Regions from separate parts of the Gossypium raimondii genome. Here region 2 is linked to region 1. The links are chromatin contacts, called in public Hi-C maps. All regions are on one chromosome and are shown on one strand. Each heading gives the region's core, a stretch centred on a gene start, on an enhancer-like site or on the middle of the called end of the contact. The rest is flanking DNA. Distances are from core to core; before and after follow the strand shown. Region 1 holds the start of LOC105799269 (E3 ubiquitin-protein ligase PUB23). Region 2 holds the start of LOC105799271 (protein FAF-like, chloroplastic).

Region 1 (6,844 bases), core at 3,135-5,634:
ACCAGCTTTTATGACACTCTATATATGGAAGATATGATGATGGGAAATAAAAATGGAATGAAATGTAGTTACCTCAAACTCAGTCTGAACTCAAAACACTTGCAAAAATGGCTGGTGGGAGAGAGGGTTAAAGGGAGGCATTTTATACATGGAGAGGAGAAAAAGGTATAGACAAATGCAAGCTGTTGATAATAAATAAATAAAGTCAAAACACGCAATGCAAAATTAGAGGGAAATGGAGAAAGGGAAATTAATTAGGACCATTTCCAAGGTTTTGAAAGAAGAAAAGCTCAAAAGGGTGTGGCATCGAATAAAAAATTCGAACGACTTTAGTTTAAAGGCATTAAATGGGGAGCTTTGGGGCAGGCGTCGGTGTTGCAATACCCTGCTCCTCAATCCTTATTCCCACTTTGACTTTCTCTCTTTAAATAATACTTTCTCTCATTATCATTTTCAACTCTTTTTTTTTTTTTAAAGTTAAATAACTTACCAATGTATACGCATAAGGATGAGCAGTAGCGATTTATATGTAATAACAGAGTTTGGATTCATTTATAATTTGTATTAAAAAAATAGAGGGTTTGTTTTGTTATGGAGGGTTGCATGGGGTGGTTCCGACATCTCCTCATGTGGCTCGTGGATATCCGCCCCAGTCCCCACGCATTTTATGGGCTGCGCCTTTAAGAAATCCATGTATTTGTTGAGGTCAACTGAAAACGTCTGTCGTTAAAAATAAAAATGTCGTCTTTAATGACGTTACCGTTTTACAACCTCTACATTTGTGCCAACTGCACTCATCCATGTATCTATTAATTAATTAATTACTCCAATTTTACTATTTAATTAAATTCCCAATTAGATCTTTTAAGTAAACAAAATTCATATATATCATATATTATTTTTTTTGATTTTTTATATACTCTTTAACCCTCTGTATTTAAACTTAAAAAGTGAAAGTTTATTTACGTTTATATACAATTATTTCAACAATAATAATGTCAATCAAATTAAGATTTCGTCTGTAATATATTTACATTTAGTATATTGGCATATTTAATAAATTTTTGACAAGTGTATATATGTTCACGTGTTTATTTTATTTTCCAAGCATTTTTTTATATTGCAATTTTCTTTAATTATTTTTTTATTTTGTTGATATAAGGCTCAACAGGAAAGGGAATAGGAAGGAGATGACCGTGGTTTACGGAAGCCAATTCACCTAAAGAGGTAGAGAGTCGAACAAGAACAAGAGGATAGATAAATTGAGAATGTGAGTATAAAATTGCTTAGAGTAACTTTAGGGTGTCTAGGAATTTGATCCTTTTTACATTGCTTGCTAGGTCTTTATAGAAAAGGTTTTTTTGTACATTAGATATGGCAAGATAAACATTTAGTCTTGCTTAATTAATGCATAAAAGAAAATCATGGGTGTATATTGTGGGGACTCTATTAATATGATATTATTATGCTTGAATAGACTCCTTAACATGTCGAGAGTGTGTTTACTCCTCTACGTCGAGCGGGTGGTTTAGTTGAACACCTCTTTAAATCATGATCAATATCAGGTCCATGTTACCTAAAAAGCTGACACATGTTTGCATGACGATAGGATATAACATATTAATATTTCACTTTTCGAACATATAGTAATATTTTCTTTATATTGGAAATTTTTTAAAATTTCAATTTGAGATGAAAGTATGATTTATTTTATCCATCAACTTTTTCCTAATGGTACCAAAATTAATGTTGTGGAGTTTGAAATTCAAGAATTTAAGGAATATAGAGAGCCAATTACATACCAAATTAATAATATTATGTATATTGTGATTCAAGATTTGAGATTTATTTATAATAATTATTTATTTATAAAATATTATCATTAGAAGTCTACGTAACACATGGAACACCTAGATCTAGATTTAAGTACATAAAAAATATCGGCCAAAAGTCTTTTCCGTTTCATGAGAAAAAGTCCATGATTGTTAGCATAATTTAAGTAATACATGTATATCTGAATATAAAGTCTAACATTATGGATATATCCTTTATATAAAAAATTATCCCAAAAAAAAAAGATTGAATGAGAAATGCACATGTTTGATGGATTCATAATTGTCTGAAATAAACAACAGTTGGATGTTTTGATACATAGAGGAAATAGGCAATGCAATAAAACAAATGTCCAAGTTGAAAGCCGAGATCGTTTGGCTAAGATGTATGTTGAGAGGCAATTAAGGAAGGGGAGCAGAAGTTGCGGATAATAGGGCATTGGGATAAGGGGGTGCTCAATCGGCCTGAGCTGTATATCTTGGGATCCAGGAATGAGACAATTGATTATCGGGCAGTGCCGGCGCCAGACATGGCCATTGTCCGCCAATCAGTTCCTACTTACGTATTATCAAAGGATAAGGATTCCTTATTATTATATCCAAGCTTTCATCTGCTTCTTATTTTATTTTAATTTTTAATAAAACAGTTCATCTTCCGAGTTTTTATTTTTTTGATAATTGAATTAGAAGAAGGAAATTATTTGGGATAGAATCTAGTGGCGCGGGGCTAGAATTAAATTGTACTATTTTAATAGTCTATATCTTTATAGTTTTACTATTACTAATTTAAAATTTTATAAATTATAAAGGGTGTAAATGAAAATTTTGTATTTTAGAAGTTGGGTACATGATGGAACCTAAGCTCTCATTCTTTTAAACCAACAACGCAATAAAATGATTTGTATATAGAAACATGTGTGAAATATAATCATATTCAAAATTTCAAAAGTGTTATTAAATTGAAGGTTGATTTCGGTTAAATCTGTATTAGATGGATACAAATATTAAAAGTGATGAAAGTTTTTGAAATACAGAACACGTGATACACTAATTGATTTTGAAAGACCAACGATGACATTTCTTATCACCAAATTATCCTCTTTTCATTTTCATTCTTGTTAAATTGCAAGTCCTATATCTTATATTACAAGTTGTAAGACTAAACTTAATGTGAATCATTTATTTTAATAACACGTAGTTAATTTTTAAAAATAAAATAGCTTTAAATAAATGTTCTCATTTCTAATTTTGTTTTCAATATTTCTTCGAAGTCTTTCATAATTTGGTTCGTGAAAATTTTAAATTGTAAAAAATAAAGCTGATATATTATCTCTTGAATAGTTTAAATTATAATGAAAATTTATATATATTATTATCTCACCAATTATGTGTTAGGTGTAATGGCAAAGTATATTGCCATATAATTTAAGTCCTGAATCCAAACTCAAATTCTCCTTTTAAATTAAAAAACCGATGCCTATATTTTATGAACCAAATTGGATTTGGACCACAATCCGGTCTTCATATTAAAGCTTTAACTATAAAACCAACTTGTTCATATTGAACCACCACAACAAATGTCATGAATTGCATTCTTCAAATGGAACAATTACTTAGGTCCCTATCACCCATAGACTTTGAATTTAATTAATACGTGTCTATAGTATAAGTAACATGTTTTTAGTTGAGCCCAACACTTCAATACAGTCAATTTTGACTATAGAATTGGTACAAGTCCTGTCTGGGAAAGTTCACAAACTGTTTCCACAGATGTATTGGGCCACATAATCCATCCAAATCTTAGCTACTTGGATGCGTCTTTCTATATTTCGCACGTCCAAATAAAACCCAACCAGCCCCCTTCAAAGCCTTGTTTATTTGAATTTTAGATACCGCTTATGGGTTAGGCTATCCATTCCGGTTCAAAGGCTCACTCGAAATTTAAGAAGGTATAGACAAAATTATTAAGTCCAAAAAATGTGTTTAAGAAAAAACTTTAGGCTCGTTTAAAATATGGGCTTGGGCTTAAACATTCAAAACTTGAGCCTGACATTTTCTTAAGTTTATAATTCTTTATATTATGTAATTCATAACACATTAAAAAAATAAACCTATACTAAATATATAATACTACTCTAATATAAATATTAAAATAATATTAAAATGACTATATAAAATTTTCAATAAATAAAAGGATATAAAATTATTAAATATTAAATTAAAATAATATAAATATTTTTAAGAAACTAAAAAATAATATGGGTGGGCCTAAATGAGCTTAGGTTAGTGTTTTGCAATTATGACAAAATTGGATAAAATCTTAAGCTCATATTTTGGTCCGAACCTGATTTAGACAAACATAAAATATATTAATATCATGTTTAGATCTTAATAACCCCTCCTATCACTTAATTTTTATTTTTTTTTGGTAAAAAAGTAAAAATAGGGGGAATCTGGAAAGGGGACATAAGGACGTAAATTCTAGCAAGCATACTTTTAAAATGCAAGCCACAAGCCCAACAAATAAAAGGCCTAGTGGAGTCTTGTAAGGGAATCCTAGGTGGGAGGGTGGACAAGATCCGACCACATCGCCAGCCACCCGCCACCCGCCACCTCCCTCTACCTTCCTTCCTACCCTAAATTTCTTCCCATATCTTGTGTTTCAATGTGTTCGGCTAACCTTCTCTTTCACTTCAGGCCATATCTTAATTCAATGGAATTGGAAAGATTTCTCAAAGATTTGACAATGACATTATGCCCGGATAAGCATTTATACATTGCATATAGGCTTCATACTAGTTGAATATCTGAGTTTTGACAAATTTTTTTTAATTTGGTAGGTGTTTTTTAATATGGTATTGTGTTTGAAAAACATTATATATTTTGGTATTCAAAGGTAATGGTGTTAATTTTTAGTGTTTAAATTGGATTTTAAAGTTGATTCGATGAAAATATATAATTAGTAAATAATGATAGCAATTAACTTTATCAAATAAATCTTAAAATCTAAATTAAATCAGATCCATCCGACTTTATTTGATAAATTAAATGCAAAGTTAAAAAATTTATAATTAACACGAAATTTATTTTATTAACAAAATCATAAAAATTCAAACATAATAATTCATCAATCAGTCCTTAAATTTGAATTAAAACCAAAAATTAACACCGTTACCTTTGTGTATCAAAATATATTAACATTTGTCTAATATAAGATTAAGATTAGACCAAAAATAAAACAAACATCATATTAAAAAAGCAATATCAAATTCGAGAATGAAATCATTTGATAATTAATCATCTATAAATATTTGATTTAAAAAAAAAAGAAAGTCGTACACATTTATTGCTTTATATGCTTATATAGGAAATTGGAAGTAGATGATGTAAATATAGATTATGGTCATAGAAAAATGAATCCTTGTGGAAAGTTAATATAAGCATTAGAGAATAAACAAGTTTTAAAAATGGATTTTATATTTGTTGTTCACATAAACATTGTTTCCAGTAAGAATCCCATTGAAGAGTGCATGTTACGACTTCAATTTCATGAAAGCAATCCTTGTTGGTTTTGATTCTCTCTTTTTATTACTTCCAGATATTGAGAAGGACATGCAAAATTAGGGGAATATAGAAACCATGTCCCTCGTTTCCATTTTTATTAAAATGAAAAATCCCACTCATTTTGGATTTAATTTTAAAATAAAGGTAAATACATGCACTTCCAACAAAGTTATTCTCTAACATTTTGTTCATCAAGCTTTTCCTTTTTTATATATATAAAAAAAAAGACTAATATTTATCTTAAAAGGAATCTCGATCGATAGTAATATTTCAGATTCAAATTTGATAAATAGAGAAAATAATGCTAAATAAACTTTATATTTTGTTTAAAAATTCAACTCGACTTACCTTCAACTTTAATATAGAATAAAAGAATAGGCATGGGATATCTTAATATAGGAAAAAAGAAAGAGGGGTATAAACCTTGGGGAACTTGGATATTAATTATTATAGCCAGAATTAAAGAAATTACCCCTTGATTAAGTTTGAGGACAAAAAGTGAAAAGACATGGAGAAGTAGTGTAAATCGACACATGTAAACCAAAAAGAAAAAAAGAAAATGGAAATGGTAGGATTAGGATTATACCTTGATTCTGCTGGCTGGCCACTAATTAGCTAGTGGTCAATACTGAGAGTGGGTTCATACCCTTAGCCACCATCGAACAAGGGGTGGGAATGGGAGTGAGCTAAACATGGCAGGCTCGGTCATAAAAGGAAAAAACACCCTTGACTCAAGTCAACCAAATCCAACGCAAACCCCATATTTACGTGTCCCCATTCATATTGGGAAACGTGGCCGTTTCTAATTCGCACAAATTGGCATTCCCGACCGTATTGGAATAACTAGTGAAAAGCCATGCATGCAAAAGCAAAGGCATAGATTCATAAAGCTCTTGTAAGATTGTGTTATCTGTTCCAACCAAAAAACATTTGTGTTACCAGCAATTTTGTGTTTTTTCTTATCATTGATTACGATGATACAGAATATCATTAAAGATGTTTTTTTTTTCCCGTAATTTAAATCTCGAACAAAGATAAAACCGAGAGATAAATACAGAAGGAATAGTTGGAAAACAGATGATGGCATATTTTTGTGTACCACCAGATTGGATGATCCAAACAATGTTATTGCAATGGGGAAGAAGATCTTCTCTTTATGATGAGAATATATAAATAATAAGATCGTGGAATGGAGGGGCTGCACTTTTATCCTTTCATTTCATCTTGTGAAAACCTCTCATCAAATTTTAAAAGCAATCACATTTATTGGACACGAATATCTTCCTTTTCTTTCTCCTTCCCTTTACCATTATTCACCATCTATTTTCCCCTTGATATTTTCATGATTTAATTATATTAATATTTTCTATTCATCAATGTTTTATAATAAAAAAAAACAAACGAAACCAACTGCTTTTATCGCACATATTAATAATAAGAATAATTGT
Region 2 (6,844 bases), core at 3,197-5,696, 48 kb after region 1:
CTCCTAACTTACGGAGTATGGCCTCTTTCTAAAACCGAAATAATTGAATATCCATTTTAAAAATGGAAAAACGAGATTTAAGCAATAATTAAATGGTGATTATTCTTGTTTTCGAGGATTTAAAGCACCGTGTCCTAACTTACGGGGCATGATCTTTTCTTCTCGATTAACTTGAAATAAGACATTTTCATAAAAATTAATTTAGTTAAGCGATATTTTAATAAAAAAACATCATGCAAAGAGGGATCGTATTTTAAATTCTCTTCAAATTTTTAATTCTCGACATTAAGACATCAATTAATCGATTAGGTACCAATTTTGAGCGTTATGAGAGTGTTAATCCTTTCTCATACATAACTGACTTCCGAACCCGTTTTTCGGATTTTTGTAGACCAAAAATAATTTTAATAAATCTAACATTTTATTAATATGACCAAACTTTGAGGTGATCCAATCGTACCTAAATAATAAGGATTGGTGGCGACTCCATTTTCATTTTTTTTAAAAAGTCGATTACCAAAAAAGATTTCGACATAGTCTATAACACTACCTATTTTAAGCTAATAACAAAATTATTATAATACCAAAGTTTTGGTTCAATCTCTATTAACCTCACCTCTACTCTTAATTATAAAATGTAGGCATGGTGATTTATTTGACTTTCTAATTTTATAAAAATAATTATTTTAGTTTTTCATTTAATTTTTCTTTTTTTATCTCTTGAATTTTTATTATTTTATCAAATCACGAATAGAAAAATTAACATATGTTAACTTTGTTGATGTGACATATATGTGGATACTATATTAATTTAAAAATTCAAAAATTATAAAAATCATTTAAAATTAAAAAGTATTAAAATTAATAAAATATATATAATATATTTTAATTTTAAAAAATTAATTAATTACTAACGCTGCATACACGTGAATTGCTAAGAGAATACAAGTTTAAGAACTTAAAAAAAGCGAAAAAATAAAATAATTAATTAAAATATAGAATTTGGTTAATGATGTAAACAAAATCATGACCACAAATATCCATTATCTTATTCATTTAATTTTTCATTTATTCTTGATTGTGTATGCCCACAGAAAAGGGTGTATGGTGGAATCATAAGTCATGAAACAGTAAGTAAAGGATAGGTTACTTTATGGTGGAATCATTAGTCATAAAGCATGATAATAATTAATTAGGACGATGCATATGTTAAATCCCATTCGACATTGGAGACGAATGTAAGTGAAAATTAAAGGAAGAAAAAGGTTGGGTTTAGTAGACTTTAGACATCTTAAATCAGCCTTTCGGAGATATATAAATAGGAAGTACGTACCACCAGTTTTCTTTTCTTTTTTTTACAACAACATTAAAAATTATGATTCCCCGCGTCAGCTCAGAATGTGTTCATCCACTTGCCATTTCCTATTTCGACTTATGTTTTTTTTTTCTTTTTCTCCTTTCTTCTTCTACTTGAGTTTTTATCAATGCTTTAGTTTTACCATGATATCAGAGCTTGCTTAATGGTCATCTTCATCCTCCTTTCGTCATCTTCTTTTCTTTTTCTTCTTCTATTGTTCTACAATCCCCAATTTATGTGTTGGAAAATTAGGTTTTGTTAGACAATGAAATTTTAAAATTTTTCACAAAATTTAGTACATGTGTTTTTGAGATTGAGAGATTCGTCAAATCTTTGATCTAGCATCTAAATCTTTCTAACTTTCAACCGAATGATCTTCTCCGCTATTCCCAAACCTTCGAATGCTTAGAGAGTAGGCTCTATTTAAAGAATCAGACATAGGATAAAAACCGAGACTTTCTATTGGGGAAAGTCAACTTTCTCTATCGAAAATCCAAAGCCCAAGAATTTAGTCTCACCAATTTCAATTATAATTGCCATGGAATTTGCAATTATAATCTCACAAATTTTAACTTAGAAGTACTCACGAAAATTAAAATTTATTTGAGTTCAATAAAATAACCCAAATAAATTCTTCATTAAAATTCAGAAAAGTATCCTCATATATATATTTGCGAGTATTTTGACAATTCCTAATCTTTATTTATAAGGAAATTCACAAGACTTCTACTAGAATAAGAAAAGGAAAAAAATATTTTAATAAAAAATTAGTCTTACTAGAACACCGAAGAGATGGGTGGCACACCATGCGGCACACACACTGGGAACCCTTCATGATGTGCCACCCACTTAACCATATATTAAGGTATTTGGGTCTTTCATGTATTGAGTTCAATTATATGTGTAGTCTAGTTATAAATTAAATTAAAACAATCTCATATAATTATTCATTTCAATAATCTATTTTTTTATTCTTAAAATATTAATTAATTAATTAATTGTTTTTTCAATCTAATTCTAATTTCGTCAAGTCATGACGACTTTGCCATATTAGAATTTATGAGTAAATCATTTTAATTATCTTATTTAATAAAACTACAATAACTAATTTATTTAATTTTCCTTTGGACTCGAATATTTAATTACATTCAATTAAATAATAATCCAAAGAAGTTAAATTAAATTTTAAGCCATCTCTTACTCATTTGAGAAAAAAACATTCATGCAATCTGTTTCTCAAACATCGTTTTCATCCGTTCTTCACATTAATGATTCTTATTAGCAATCATACACAGTTATATTGAGCTAGCAAAAAGATCGATCAGACATATATAATTATGACTTAAATAATTTGTAATTAAGTTACTGACTCTTCATTTATTAATCACAAATTATTTAGTCATGAAGTCAACGCACTAAAAATACCATGATTAATCTCCCTATTATATATCATTATGAAAACAACTTAGATTTGTGCTTTTGTCCATTGGCCTTTTCATTTGTCTGTCGCTCTCATATATAAAATATCATTTATCCATTTGGGTTATAGTTTGTTCACCTAATTCGATTCTATTTTATCTCATGGCCACAACTGCATATTTTACAATAAAAAAAGAGTACTATCGTAACAAACAGTAATGATAATCATTCGTTCATGATGACGTTTCTTTATTATAATTCATATAATACTAGTGAGAGAATATCATTTGCTCTTTAACTAAGCCATGAATTCCGTTTTTGTAAGTGGAGTAATGTGATACATACTGAATATCCCATATTAACACTAGTGATCATTATGATGCTAGCTAGGGTTTTATCTTCAATGAACCCTTGACATTTTTACACTTTAGCAGAAATTTTAGTCATTGTCAACATCATATTGAGGCGATTTGATTACTCCCATCCAACTTGAGATTGAATATCTAATCAAAGAATTTTCTCTTTCCAAATTTTATAATCATTAGCAGTTAAAATTGAGTATATCACATGGAAAATTCATAAGTTGCATTACTGCTTAAAAATATATATTTATATCATAAAAACAATGAGGTAAATAAACATACGATATACAACATGCCTCAAAATATGAATAAAAGTTGCTTATGGGCTACTGAAGCTTTATGATAAAACTATTCAATTAGATCCTTTTCCTTAACTCCTATTTTATTATTCCATATAATTAATCATAAAAATATTGTGAGATAAAATTTATTATGTTTCACGTGATTTACTTAACATATAATTTAAAAATAATCAACTTTTAATTATTCAATTATATTAACCACAAACAATCCAATTTTATACATAAAATATATCAACATATAATAAGGAGGCTTAAATAAAGCTTATGGACAAAATACGAGGATAACATCAAGATAGAAGTAAATTTTAACTAAATGTGAAAGAGAAATTTAACCTCTATGTTTAAATTTTTTAAAGCATATCAAAAACTTAGTTGTAGGACTCCTTTTTTATAAACAAAACAATGTAGGAATGCCTTCAAACCATATATCCTTAAGAAAGTATGATTTAAATTGAGAAAGAATTGTCCCTCCTTTGGGTCGCTACCACCCCATTTGGTCTTTCAAGAGACGTTCACTAATTACACTTGAAAGCTTTGGTTTAACAAATATTGTGAGTCCAGCATTCTTATAATTTTGTGTTATCCTAAAATATTCCAGTGAATCATATAAGAAATGATTTATTTTTATATTATTCAAGTTATAAATTAAATAAAAAATCGAATCATTTAAATAATAATCATATCAAATTTACTAAAACTAAATGCAACACAAATATTGTTAAATGAAGGTAGAAATTAGAATGTTAAGCAAAAGCAGTGACTCTGAACATGTTTTTTTTTTTTTGACATGATAAACTCGCAAGAAGAAAATAAAAAACCTTTGACTATGTTAACCAAATCATAGTTGAGAGGATAACACCACTTTAAACTTTTGATTTTGTTTGTTTAATCATCAACTTTTGTAATAAAAGGAAAAACTTGGAAAGGAGTGGACGAGTCTGTTAATGGGGGTCCATTGGACATGATTCCCAAGCCTTTGTACCCTCCTACAAATACCCCCTTCCCGTTGCCACCATCAAACATCAATCCACACTCATTTCCCTCCTCTAAACCCACCTTCTTCACTTCACTAATCTCATAATACAAGCAAAAGCACTCCTTCCGAGGTCTTGAAAGACCTCTGTTGGATGCTATTGCTAGTTATTTTCTCTTAAAACCAAACAACAAAAGGTAATTTCACCTATATCCATACATTGTAGAGATACGTGTATTTTGGTATATGCTGCTACATGCATGTTTCTTGGGAACTTGTTATTTGTTGTTTAGCTTTAGCTATTTCCTAAGCTGTTTTGTTTTGTTTTGTTAAATGTGTAGATAAAAATTCCAGTACCAACTGCGTGGGTATTAATAGTTGGAGATGTCTGCCTCACTTAGCAAGAGCTTCCTATTATCTTCAGCTGAGGAGGTCATGGATTCCAAGAAGCAAGGCATAGTATCCATTCTGGGATCGGATGCTGAGAGACCCACCAAAGCTACGTCACTTAGAAGAACTCTGTCTGCCGATATGTCGTCCCGGAAATGGCTGTCTCCCCTGAAAAAGAGTCCATCATCCCAAGAATTCCCTGTTCCTTCTTCATTTGAAGAAGAGGGGGAAAATGAAGCACCAGATCAATCCCATATCTGGGCTTCAATTCAACATGAAAAGAAGCAACCTCAAAACCCTTCCCAGTTCGATATATGGAGCTCAATCATATCACAAAAGGCTGAACAAGAGTCTTTCAAGTCTTCCCCACCTTATATTCACCCTCTTGTGAAACGATCCACCAGTTGTTTAAGCGAGAAAAGCCTTGAAATCTGCACTGAGAGCCTTGGTTCTGAGACTGGCTCTGATGGGTTCTCTTCAGAAACTGGTGAGGTGGAGGAAGATCAACATCTGCAACACCAAAAGCAAGAAACACTAGAACCCATGATGATGCCTTGTTTCCATGGTGAAAAGGCGACAACTGTGAAATACAGCTATGATGTTGGCAAGAAATCGCCAAACCCATCATTTCCACCGCCGATTCCTTCCCTTTCTGGCAAAGGTGGAGCATCGAGGCGCTTGAAGACTCATCGTGATAATGGTAAATTGGTTATTGAAGCTGTTTCAATGCCTTCATTGAACAACTTCCTAGCTCAACGCCAAGACGGCCGCCTTGTCCTCACTTTTGCCAATACCACTGCTCCTAGTGAAGCACCAGAAGAAGAAAGTAAGGAGGTAGGAGAGTTGGAAGAAGAGTTTGAAAACTTTGGAGAGAAAGAAAGTGAAATAGGCATTGATGATGATGATGATGGTGATGATGATGATGATGAAGGAGAGGAGGAAAGTGAGATTGGGCTGGCTCCTAACCTATCATGTGGAGCAATGAATGTGCATAGGTTAGCTGTAATGATGAACAAGCCCATATGGTTAGCAAATAGGAGGAACCCAACATGGCCTAAAAATTTTGACGAAATAGTCAATTTTGGAGAGGAAAGGGAAGGGAAAGTTGAGTCAAATAGCCCACCACCACTAGCACAGTCATTGCCACCACGTCCACCACCGTCCAAGGCTGCTGGAGTAGGAGCAGCTTCATCATTCAATGCTTATGAGTACTACTGGAGGAGGCCCAATCAGGGAATGTCAAAGACGGCAGCGGTAGTTGTTGACCCACTTGCTCAACAGTCACCACCAGGGAAGGACGATAGCAAGCGGCTTATCCTGACAAAGAATCTAATGGCTAATAAAGATCAACAACACTTGCAAGAGTTGGAAGGGAAGAAAGGTGATTACATTGTTCCTTTGTTAAAAGGCTGCAAGGAACCTAGGAGGTCCCTTCTGCTCTGGGAGCCCTATTCCATTGCCACTTCCTGATTACCCAAAAATACCATCTCCAAATTGTCCCTATTATTATTGTTATTACTTACTATTGATTACCCTTTCTTTTCTTTTCTTTTTCTCTCCTAGCTAATTTTTCCACATCCACTCGTTGAGAGTGATTGTGTAGTCAAAATTTCTAATAAAAGGATCTACGAAAAAGGAGAGAATACTTTTTTGGAAATTTTGGAAGATGAAATTTGGAATATATACTGGTAATTTTGTATAATTCTCTTTGCCTATTTGTAGCTAAAAGCGTCGTCTTTGGAATGGGTGGACTGTCTAGTCTGTTTCGTCTGTCTTCACAGAATGATGGGTTTAGACTTCATATATATGTTTTTCTTGGTTGAGCAAAATTCTTAGCCAATGGGGTCTCAGCATGAGTCATGGTCGGCTTAACTGCTTTTGACTTTGGGGACATAATCATCTAGAAATTGATACGAGGCCTTGGCTTTGTTCCTCTAGGTTAAGGTTTTGAGTGTGATTGATATTCTTTCTTTTAAAGAAACCATTTAAAATAGTTTGTGTACAAAGTGTGTTTTTGACAATGATAGCCAGCTCTACAACA

What was found. Hi-C and Micro-C count contacts between places; a contact is called where the count stands out from the background.
Region 2: a Hi-C map of leaf shows a contact between it and region 1, with 3 times the contacts expected there. The contact joins the promoter of LOC105799271 here to the enhancer-like site in region 1. A contact is called at or near these places in 2 of 2 Hi-C or Micro-C datasets (both in leaf).

Annotation. Positions count from the first base shown.
Region 1 is chr9:35,369,812-35,376,655 of ASM2569854v1, forward strand. It overlaps LOC105799269 (E3 ubiquitin-protein ligase PUB23), which reads right to left and starts at 121. Exons shown (of 1, transcript XM_012629725.2): 1 at 1-121. Within about 2 kb of position 4,385, the one cell type or tissue checked has open chromatin away from gene starts, as enhancers often do. A contact at or near this core is called in leaf, where this site is marked.
Region 2 is chr9:35,417,294-35,424,137 of ASM2569854v1, forward strand. It overlaps LOC105799271 (protein FAF-like, chloroplastic), which reads left to right and starts at 4,447. Exons shown (of 2, transcript XM_012629727.2): 1 at 4,447-4,610; 2 at 4,755-6,505. The coding sequence starts at 4,798. The coding sequence ends at 6,273.